Regions from separate parts of the Hordeum vulgare genome. Here regions 1 and 3 are each linked to region 2. A link is a contact called in public Hi-C data. All regions are on one chromosome and are shown on one strand. Each heading gives the region's core, a stretch centred on a gene start, on an enhancer-like site or on the middle of the called end of the contact. The rest is flanking DNA. Distances are from core to core; before and after follow the strand shown. Region 1 holds the start of LOC123411744 (homeobox-leucine zipper protein HOX1-like). Region 2 holds the start of LOC123439444 (hexose carrier protein HEX6-like). Region 3 holds the start of LOC123439357 (phosphatidylglycerophosphate phosphatase PTPMT1-like).

Region 1 (2,869 bases), core at 317-2,816, 520 kb before region 2:
TTGGGTAAACAAAGGAAGCAACAAAAAGTTTGTAAGTTCAAACTAGACATGCATGTGTACTACTACTAGTTATAAACAAAAGAAGACAAGATTCTATACCTAGTTACTTCTCTTGGCGAGCTACTTACGTACTACTACCCTAGTAACTATGCCTACTCTTCCTAGATACTCCATCAAGTAGCAACACAAGGATGGTAACCTCTCCGCTCACAACACATGAAGTGACATGACATGGCACACTAACTAGTTAGTTCATCATGACCTCTGGGCCGGCCTGCCCACGAACACGGGCAGCACCGGGACGGGGCCCCACGGCCCGGTCGGCACGGGCCGGGTCACCATCGTGGCGGCGCGGCTCTCGTCGCCGGCCGGCTTGCCGGAGGGCGCGACGCGCTCGCAGGAGGGGCACATGGTGAGCGTGGCGGGCGGCGGCGCGCGCATGTAGAGGTGCGGCGCCGGCGGGGCGAGCAGCTTGAGCGCGCGCAGCTCCTGCACCTCCCGCTGCAGCCGGCGGTTCTCCTCCGTGAGCGTCTCGCAGCAGCGCTTGAGCGACTCGCAGTCCACCTCCGTCTGCTTCAGCTTCGTCCTCGCCCTCCGGTTCTGGAACCACACCTCCACCTGCCGCGGCCGCAGCCTCAGCTGCCTCGCCAGCGCCGCCTTCTGCTTCTGCTCCATGTCCATCAACGTACGCAGAGCAAATTTAGATGGATGGAATGGAAGAAGAAATATTGGGATCTTTGTCTTTTTTTTAACCTTGGTTGATTTGGTTAGAGCACTTACGGGGTTGAGGGTGCTGTGCTCCTTGAAGCTCTCCTCGAGGACGGCGGACTGGTCCTTGGACAGCCGGAGCTTCTTGCGCGACCCGCCGCCGCCGGCCCCGGAGTCGTCCTCGTCGTCGCTGCCCGCGCCGGCGCGCTCCTGCTCCCCGCCGCCGCTCCTCGTTGGCGCGCGGCGCTTGCCGCTGAGGCTGGACAGCGTGCTGTCGGGCGACGACGCGCCGGGCTCCTCGTCCTCGCTTGCGCCGCCCGTGGCCGGCGCCCGGTTGACGTCGATCCCGCGAAGGAACGGCATCTCGTGGCACGCCAGCGCCGCCAGCCTCCGATCATCTGCATGCGAGCGTTGCTCGCCGGAGGGGGCCGGAAAGAAGAGGCCGGCGCCATTCCAGGACTGCTGCAGCTGCTGCTGGCGCCCCAGCGTCACCGGTGCAGCAGCGGCCAGAGCACGCTGGGGCGCCGCCGCCTCGACGGGAGACGTCGTGCCGGCCATGCCGAGACTGAGGCCGAGGCCGAGGCCGAGGCCGAGGTGGTGCTCGGTGTCCCTCCCGTTAACGGTCATCTCCATTGATCTTCTTGTTGGATCTGTCGTCGTCCCTGCTCTCTGCGAGTAACAACAGTAGCTACGTACGTGCAGGCTGCGGGTGGTGGTGGCCGTGATTGTGAGGGGAGAGAGCGGAGGGGGTGGGCTTTTAAAGAGTGGGCGGAGTGAGGATCGGGGCTCAGAGCGCTGATTAATTATGGAGTGGTGATTGAGTTGAGATCAGAAGCGAGAATAGTTTAAATTTTTGTGGAGGGGTGGAAATGAAGGGAGGAATGGAGTATGCACCAACTATTTATTGCTTTGTCGCGCGTGGCGTCACCGCCGCACCCTGCGGTGCGGTGCAGCAGCGCAGGCAAGCCCAATCATCACCAGCTGAAGTTGCTCCCGGTCCCCCCAACCTCTTTTGGATTGCCCCCCCTTCCCCGATGGTGATACCCCGGACCTGTCGGCAGGTCAGTGCCGGAGTTTTGCAGAAAACGGATCAATCAAAATCAACGGCGGTTCCCTTTTTATTTGCACGAATCTGGACAAGTCGTTGATTTAGAACACACTGTATTTTTCTTGATTAATTATGCTTTATTTAACTTAAAATGCATTACCTCTTTATCGAAATATACGTCGTTGGAATAGGTACAGAGTGAGTAGATCAAACAGATACTCCATATATTATGCAAAAGTCGAGCAATTGCCGGGCATGCCACCTGATAGAGAGTAGTCGAGGAGGAAGTACCGATTGTACATGAATACCCAGATGTATTCCCGGAGGAATTGCCGGGCATGCCACCTGAGAGAGAGATTGAGTTCCTGATCGAGCTATTACCCGGAACAGCCCCGATATCCAAGAGACCCTATCGGATGCCCGTAAATGACTTGGTAGAAATGAAGAAGCAAATTAAGGAGTTGTTGGACAAAGGGTATATTCGCCTAAGTTCTTCACCTTGGGGAGCCCCGGTGCTCTTGGTTGAAAAGAAGGATAAGTCCTTGAGAATGGTTGTCGATTATCGTGCATTGAACGAGGTGACCATCAAGAACAAGTACCCCTTGCCAATGATCAATGATCTGTTTGACCAGTTAGTTGGAGCCCGAATATTCTCCAAGACCGATCTTCGATCCGGGTATCATCAGTTGAAGATTCGTGAACAGGATATACCCAAGACAACCTTCACCACTCGGTACGGCTTGTATGAGTACACGGTCATGTCATTTGGACTGACTAATGCTCCGACATATTTTATGAATCTGATGAACAAGGTATTTATGGAATACTTGGACAAGTTTGTCGTGGTGTTCATCGATGACATACTGATATTCTCCAAGAACGAGGAGGAACACAAGGAAAATCTGCGTCTAGTTCTGGAGAAACTTCGAGAGCATAAGCTGTATGCAAAGTTTAGCAAATGTGAGTTTTGGTTGAAGGAAGTCGGATTCCTCGGACACGTCATCTCAGGAGAAGAAATAGCAGTGGACCCTGCCAAGGTCGCAGCAGTCACCGAATGGGTAGCACCCACTTCAGTCAAGGAGATCCGCAGTTTCCTCGGACTTGCCGGATATT
Region 2 (2,700 bases), core at 185-2,684:
TCTTTGGATTTGGGAGACAGACATGTAAATTGTCATTGCAAGCATGTAGCTATCTATTGTCATCAACTTGGAGGTTGGGACAAATTACATATACAGGATTCTTATGTCTGTACACAATCCTTGTGTCACTGCTTCTACAGCTCCACACAGCCGCACAAGATTTGTGGATTGATGCAGGGTCCGGGAGGATGATCTTTCTATTAGAAATCTACAAATGCCTGAAGAAATTTCACTGTGCTACAGTTTTTTTTAATCTCCTGAACTACATGTTACACACTGACTTAAAAGATCATTAGCTTGAATTGCAGCAGAGAGAGTTACCTGGTTAGTGAACCCCAGGCCTATTCCCAGCAGGATCCGGTTGAGGAGAAGCATGGGCACGTTCACGGCTGCTCCCCCGAACGCCGAGCCGGCGATAAAGACGGTTCCACCGATCAGCATGGACGCACGGCGGCCAAACCTCCTCGTGACAGACGACGCGAACAGCGTCGCGATGAGGCCGGCGATATAGAGGGAGGAGGTGAAGACGGTGAGGAGCTCGCTGTCGAACTGGCAGTAGTTGCTGACATTGCTGTCCTGCTTGCGGCGGTACACCTCCGGGAAGAACGTCTTCAGAAATGAGTCCATGGAGGTGACACCGCCTAGAAGATTTCAGAACCGCATGCATTCAGTTTCAGGGAATTTGGGGTGGGAATGGGAATGGAATGCATATGTCGAACTAAGTTCATTGCGTAATGTTCACCGAATCCATTGCCCAATAATGGAATGATGGAACGCATCATTTTTTTTCTTTTTCTATAATCCCTCAAAAAAGTCTAGACCTAGATCATCTTGATCTGAAGGAAAATGGAACAGAGGAAAGCACCCTGAACTCATCAGATTTTGTGTCCCAATAATGGAAGAGAAAATCTGCACCACCACGAGGCACGGAAGCCATGAATGCACCGCAAGTAAGCCATGAATGCCATTTTAACTCCTTCCAAGTCAAGCTTCCAACTTTCAGTTCTCATATTCCTTTCTGTTGAGCCCAAAAGAGTTAACAATCTACTCTAGAAAGGAGTGAGGAAGATAGGCGGACCGGAGATGCCGAGGTCGTAGCCGAAGAGGATGCCGCCGCTGCCGGCGACGATGCAGGTCAGCACCACGAACGGCGTCACCCGGCCGCTGTACTCTCCGGAGCCGGCGGCCGGCGCGTCCACGAACGCCCCTATCGCCATCACTCCCTGCCCACCTAGTCCAAGGGCAGAGTGTCGTGTCGCGGGAGAGAGGGAGGGAGGGAAAGAGGATATAGAAATTTATCGGCGGATGGATTGCTGACGTGCGCCCACCGGCGGAGAAACGGCCGCACGTCGCCGGCGAGATTGACTGACACCTTTGACTACCTCTGGGGTCCCACCCGTCGACGGCCCTGTGGATTCTGGGATTCTTTTTTTTTTTGAGGAGGTATTCTGATTTTGTTGCGGCTGGAAATGATACTATGAGCAGTGGGCCCAAGTAAATTGGGCTTAACTTGTCCAATTGAGCCCATGGACTCTGTAGTTCTAACCCATTAGAGTTACTCACTTCGTATCGGATGCAACCGTAAGATCCGATCTGCCGGTGGCCGCCGGCGAGATGGACCTGCCGGCGAGCCGCGGCCGGTGGCGCAGGCGGAGCGCGCGGTCGAACGTGCGGCTACTTGTGGCCGTCTTGTTCCTCCTCCTCCCGGCATCCCTCCTGCTCTCCTCCTCCTACTCCTCCCTGCTCCGCTCCCTACTCCCCTTCTCCGCCTCCGCGCCCGGCAGTGACGGCGGCACCCCGAGGTGTGGGCGCTCCGCGGAGCTGCAGGGAGAGAGGTTCCTCTGGTACGCACCGCACAGCGGGTTCAGCAACCAGGTGGGCGAGCTGCGGAACGCTGCGGTTGCGGCCGCGCTGCTCAACCGCACCCTCGTCGTGCCCCCCGTGCTCGACCACCACGCCGTCGCCCTCGGGAGCTGCCCAAAGTTCAGGGTCGCCGAACCCTCCGACCTCCGAGCCGCCGTCTGGGACCACGCCATGCAGCTCCTCCGGGAGCAGAGGTAAAGGCCACACCACACCTTCTCTGCGTTGCGTCTGCTCGGTTTACTGATTCTTTGGAATGATGGGCTTTAGTAATCAATCATGTTGCGAGGTATTAAAGCTTCATTAGAATGTTAACAATGCAAACACCAAAAATGTAAGAATGCTAGGCAATCTTCATGATTTGGAATCACACTGATCCTAATTGATGGAGACTCCAGTACGGTGAGATTGCTGCCAAGAGAAATCTGGATATAGAGATGTAATGTGGTTGTTACACACTTACACTGCGGAGTACTCACTCTACTAATTAGCACAATAATGATATAATTTTTCTAGCTTGCAGTGTTCACAATGGGCTTCCATGTTCATTATGGATTTGGAATAACATCATGAGAATCAAGTCTTCATTCTGAATTTTTACGTTTCAGGTATGTTTCGATGGGTGACATAGTTGATCTGTCCCCACTGAAGCCTTTGGTTAAGACAATTGATTTCAGGGTGTTTGTTTCATTATGGTGCGGTGTAGATATGCGGAAAACTTGCTTTGCTGGGTTGTGCTGTGCTGTTTCTGGCGGTGGATCATTGCCAAGTGACTATGATAGATGCCGGTCTTTGCTGTCTGGTTTAGAAGGCAGTGAAAGTAGTGGTTGTGTGTACCCT
Region 3 (2,700 bases), core at 111-2,610, 940 kb before region 2:
AAATAGCTACAGACGCTGTGTTGTGCATACAAGAAATTCACAAATAATGCTGAAATAAACAATACCTATTCCATGCACTTCAGAACTTGAACAGTCAAATACTAAATGGTTTGGCAATATAATTACCTCATACAGTGACTTGGAAACAAGCCTCTCATATGATTCGTTTAGTGTGACCACACCACAAACTCCGAGCTTCTGCAGCCGCAAAACATCGCTCGGGAATGGAACAGCACCCAGCAGCACATGCTGATCCAACAAAAAATGTGAACAGTCAGAACAGAACAATCTATGATTCCAAACCAACTTAAAACAACTCCACAGCGAAAGTAGCAAAAATTATAATAAATCACGGCCACCAAAATCACAATAACAATCGAAAGATTTTTTACAAACACCTAAGTACGTAGTACAACATAGGCATGGCCTCCTCAAGAAACGAGTTTCAAGATTGATTAGGTCACAATTTGCACCTCTGGGGAGATATTTTAGACGTCAAACGTAGGTATTCATCCCTAGTGGGCCGTGTAGAACCACCCAATTTTTGCTTGGTTCTCGATCATAATCAGAGGATAGCACCACGAATCAATAGCAAAACAAAAAGTTTAGACCTGACCCTGAATAGCACGAACGGGGACGATAGCAGACCCTAGAAGCTACATTATAGAGAGTAAAGCACCTAGCCGACAGAAGATGACACAGAAGGGAGGAATCCCATCAAAAGAACCGAAATCAAGAGAGATGAAAAATTCCCAACCTCGTCGACCTGATCCCACCAGTGGAAGTGAGACTCGCATTGGTTCCTGACGACGTTGTACACCAGCGTCGGGTAGAAGAGCATCCGGGCGCCGACGCCCACCGCCGCCCGCTTCGCATCGAAAGCCGCCTGCACGATCGTCCTAGCCGCACCCTCCCCCTTCTCCTCCTCCCCCGCCGCGGCGACACCGCCATCCTCGCCAAGCAGCTTCAGCTCCCGACCGTCGGCGCCGCCATCCTCACCACGCAGCTGCAGCTCCCCCGCCCCTCCGCCACCACCCCCGCCGCCCGAATCGCCGGGAAGCTCCTCGATTCGCATCTCCTCCCAACTCGATCCGCTCCGCTCCGCTCCGATCGCGATGGGAAACCCTCGGACAAAATCGACTCAACAACAAAAATCCCCCAACAGGAATCTATCAAGGAGGGGGAGTGAGCAACGCGGCGCGGATCGATCGGGCGCGGGTGGGTGGAATCGAATTGGGTTCGCGATCCCGCAACCTGGAGAAGAAATCCAACCCTCTCTCCCCCACTTTTCCTAGTGCTCACGCCTCCTCTCCTCTCCTCTGTCCTCTCCCCTCCCCACCTCCCGGAAACTCCAAACTGCCCAGTCCCGAGCGGGCAACCCGCACGCCCCTCTTATCGCCCGTGGCTCACGGCCCGCTCGCCGACGTGTGGGCCCAGACTACCTCCTTCGCGCGCTGACACGCGGCCCCCCGTTGGGGTTGCGGGGACGTGGCCGTGTGCACGTACCGCTTCGCGGGGCTAACGGAGGTGGCGACGGCGTGGGGGGCTGGATTGGGTCGGAGAACGTGACGGGCGTGAGTATCGAGGAGGCTACGTGGCGACTGGTGATATGTCTAGTTGGCTCGCGTCCCGGCACGACTGGGCGCCACGTGGACAGGTCGAGCGGTGCTCGTTCAGTTTGGAAGGGATCGGATCAGGAGAGGCCTTGGCTGAGGCCTGGGGGGTTGAACCGTTGAGCCGATAATCCGGTAGAGCGGTCGGTTCTATACTTTGCATACAAGTCAATCGATTGCTACGTTCGTTACCATCGCTCATTGTTTATTTTATTTTTAACTAGCAAAATGGCCCGTACGTTGCCACGGAAGAAAAGACATAATCTTCAATGATGGTGGCTACATTATGTTTACATATCATCGCTTGATTTATAAATTTTGTGCACAAATGCAAGAAAATGTTTCTTCTTTTAAATTTATTCACAAGTTGAAGCAATCTTTACATTTTCAAAAATATATATCATGGTTATCAAAAATCTTGGTAACTCAAAGATTTAATCTGAATTTCAAGATTTTTTTTAGAAAATATACAATAATAATCCGATCCATCCAACAGTTAATTCTTCAAAATTCACACAGATATATTGTCACAAAGACTTAGAAGCATTAATGTTTAACTACATATATTAAATCTTTCGTGAACAATTTTATAAATATGGGAACAATTTTAAAATCGAGAACATTTTTTACAATTTACAAACATTTACTAAAAATCATGAATATTTTTTATATTTCGAACGGGTTTAAATATTTTCTTTTGAATTGGCGACCAATTCAAGAAAATACAAACATAATTTTTGATGTTGGAGGATTTTATTTTAAATTCACAAACATTTTTTGAAACGCATGAAGTTTTTCTGAATAAACAAATATTTTTATAAATCAGTAATATATTTATTAAATTCATGGACATTGTTTTCGAATTTGCAAAAAAAAATAAAAATCCGGCGATTTCTTTGAATCCTATTTTTAGTTCAAAATAAAAATTCGTCAGCATTTTAATTCAAAATTCTGATTTTTTAATATGCAAAAGTTTTTGTAATTCTAAATTATATAAATTATAAATAAACAAAAATGGAACGGAAAATTTTAAATAAAAAAAGAAACTATCAAAACAGGCATTAGCTATTTTTAAAATTTTAGGACA

The links. Hi-C and Micro-C count contacts between places; a contact is called where the count stands out from the background.
Region 1: a contact with region 2 is called in a Hi-C map of seedling, with 3 times the contacts expected there. The contact joins the promoter of LOC123411744 here to the promoter of LOC123439444 in region 2. A contact is called at or near these places in 4 of 6 Hi-C or Micro-C datasets (leaf and seedling).
Region 3: a contact with region 2 is called in a Hi-C map of leaf, with 3 times the contacts expected there. The contact joins the promoter of LOC123439357 here to the promoter of LOC123439444 in region 2. A contact is called at or near these places in 2 of 6 Hi-C or Micro-C datasets (leaf and seedling) and 1 of 1 datasets of contacts at active chromatin or transcription factors (embryo).

The regions. Positions count from the first base shown.
Region 1 is chr1H:386,523,249-386,526,117 of MorexV3_pseudomolecules_assembly, forward strand. It overlaps LOC123411744 (homeobox-leucine zipper protein HOX1-like), which reads right to left and starts at 1,567. Exons shown (of 2, transcript XM_045104713.1): 1 at 781-1,567; 2 at 1-666. The coding sequence starts at 1,341. The coding sequence ends at 256.
Region 2 is chr1H:387,043,139-387,045,838 of MorexV3_pseudomolecules_assembly, forward strand. It overlaps LOC123439444 (hexose carrier protein HEX6-like), which reads right to left and starts at 1,435. Exons shown (of 3, transcript XM_045116157.1): 1 at 1,079-1,435; 2 at 322-641. The coding sequence starts at 1,217. LOC123439454 (O-fucosyltransferase 30) reads left to right here and starts at 1,541. Exons shown (of 2, transcript XM_045116166.1): 1 at 1,541-2,057; 2 at 2,469-2,700. The coding sequence starts at 1,615.
Region 3 is chr1H:386,107,961-386,110,660 of MorexV3_pseudomolecules_assembly, forward strand. LOC123439357 (phosphatidylglycerophosphate phosphatase PTPMT1-like) reads right to left here and starts at 1,361. Exons shown (of 6, transcript XM_045116085.1): 1 at 758-1,361; 2 at 127-249. The coding sequence starts at 1,075.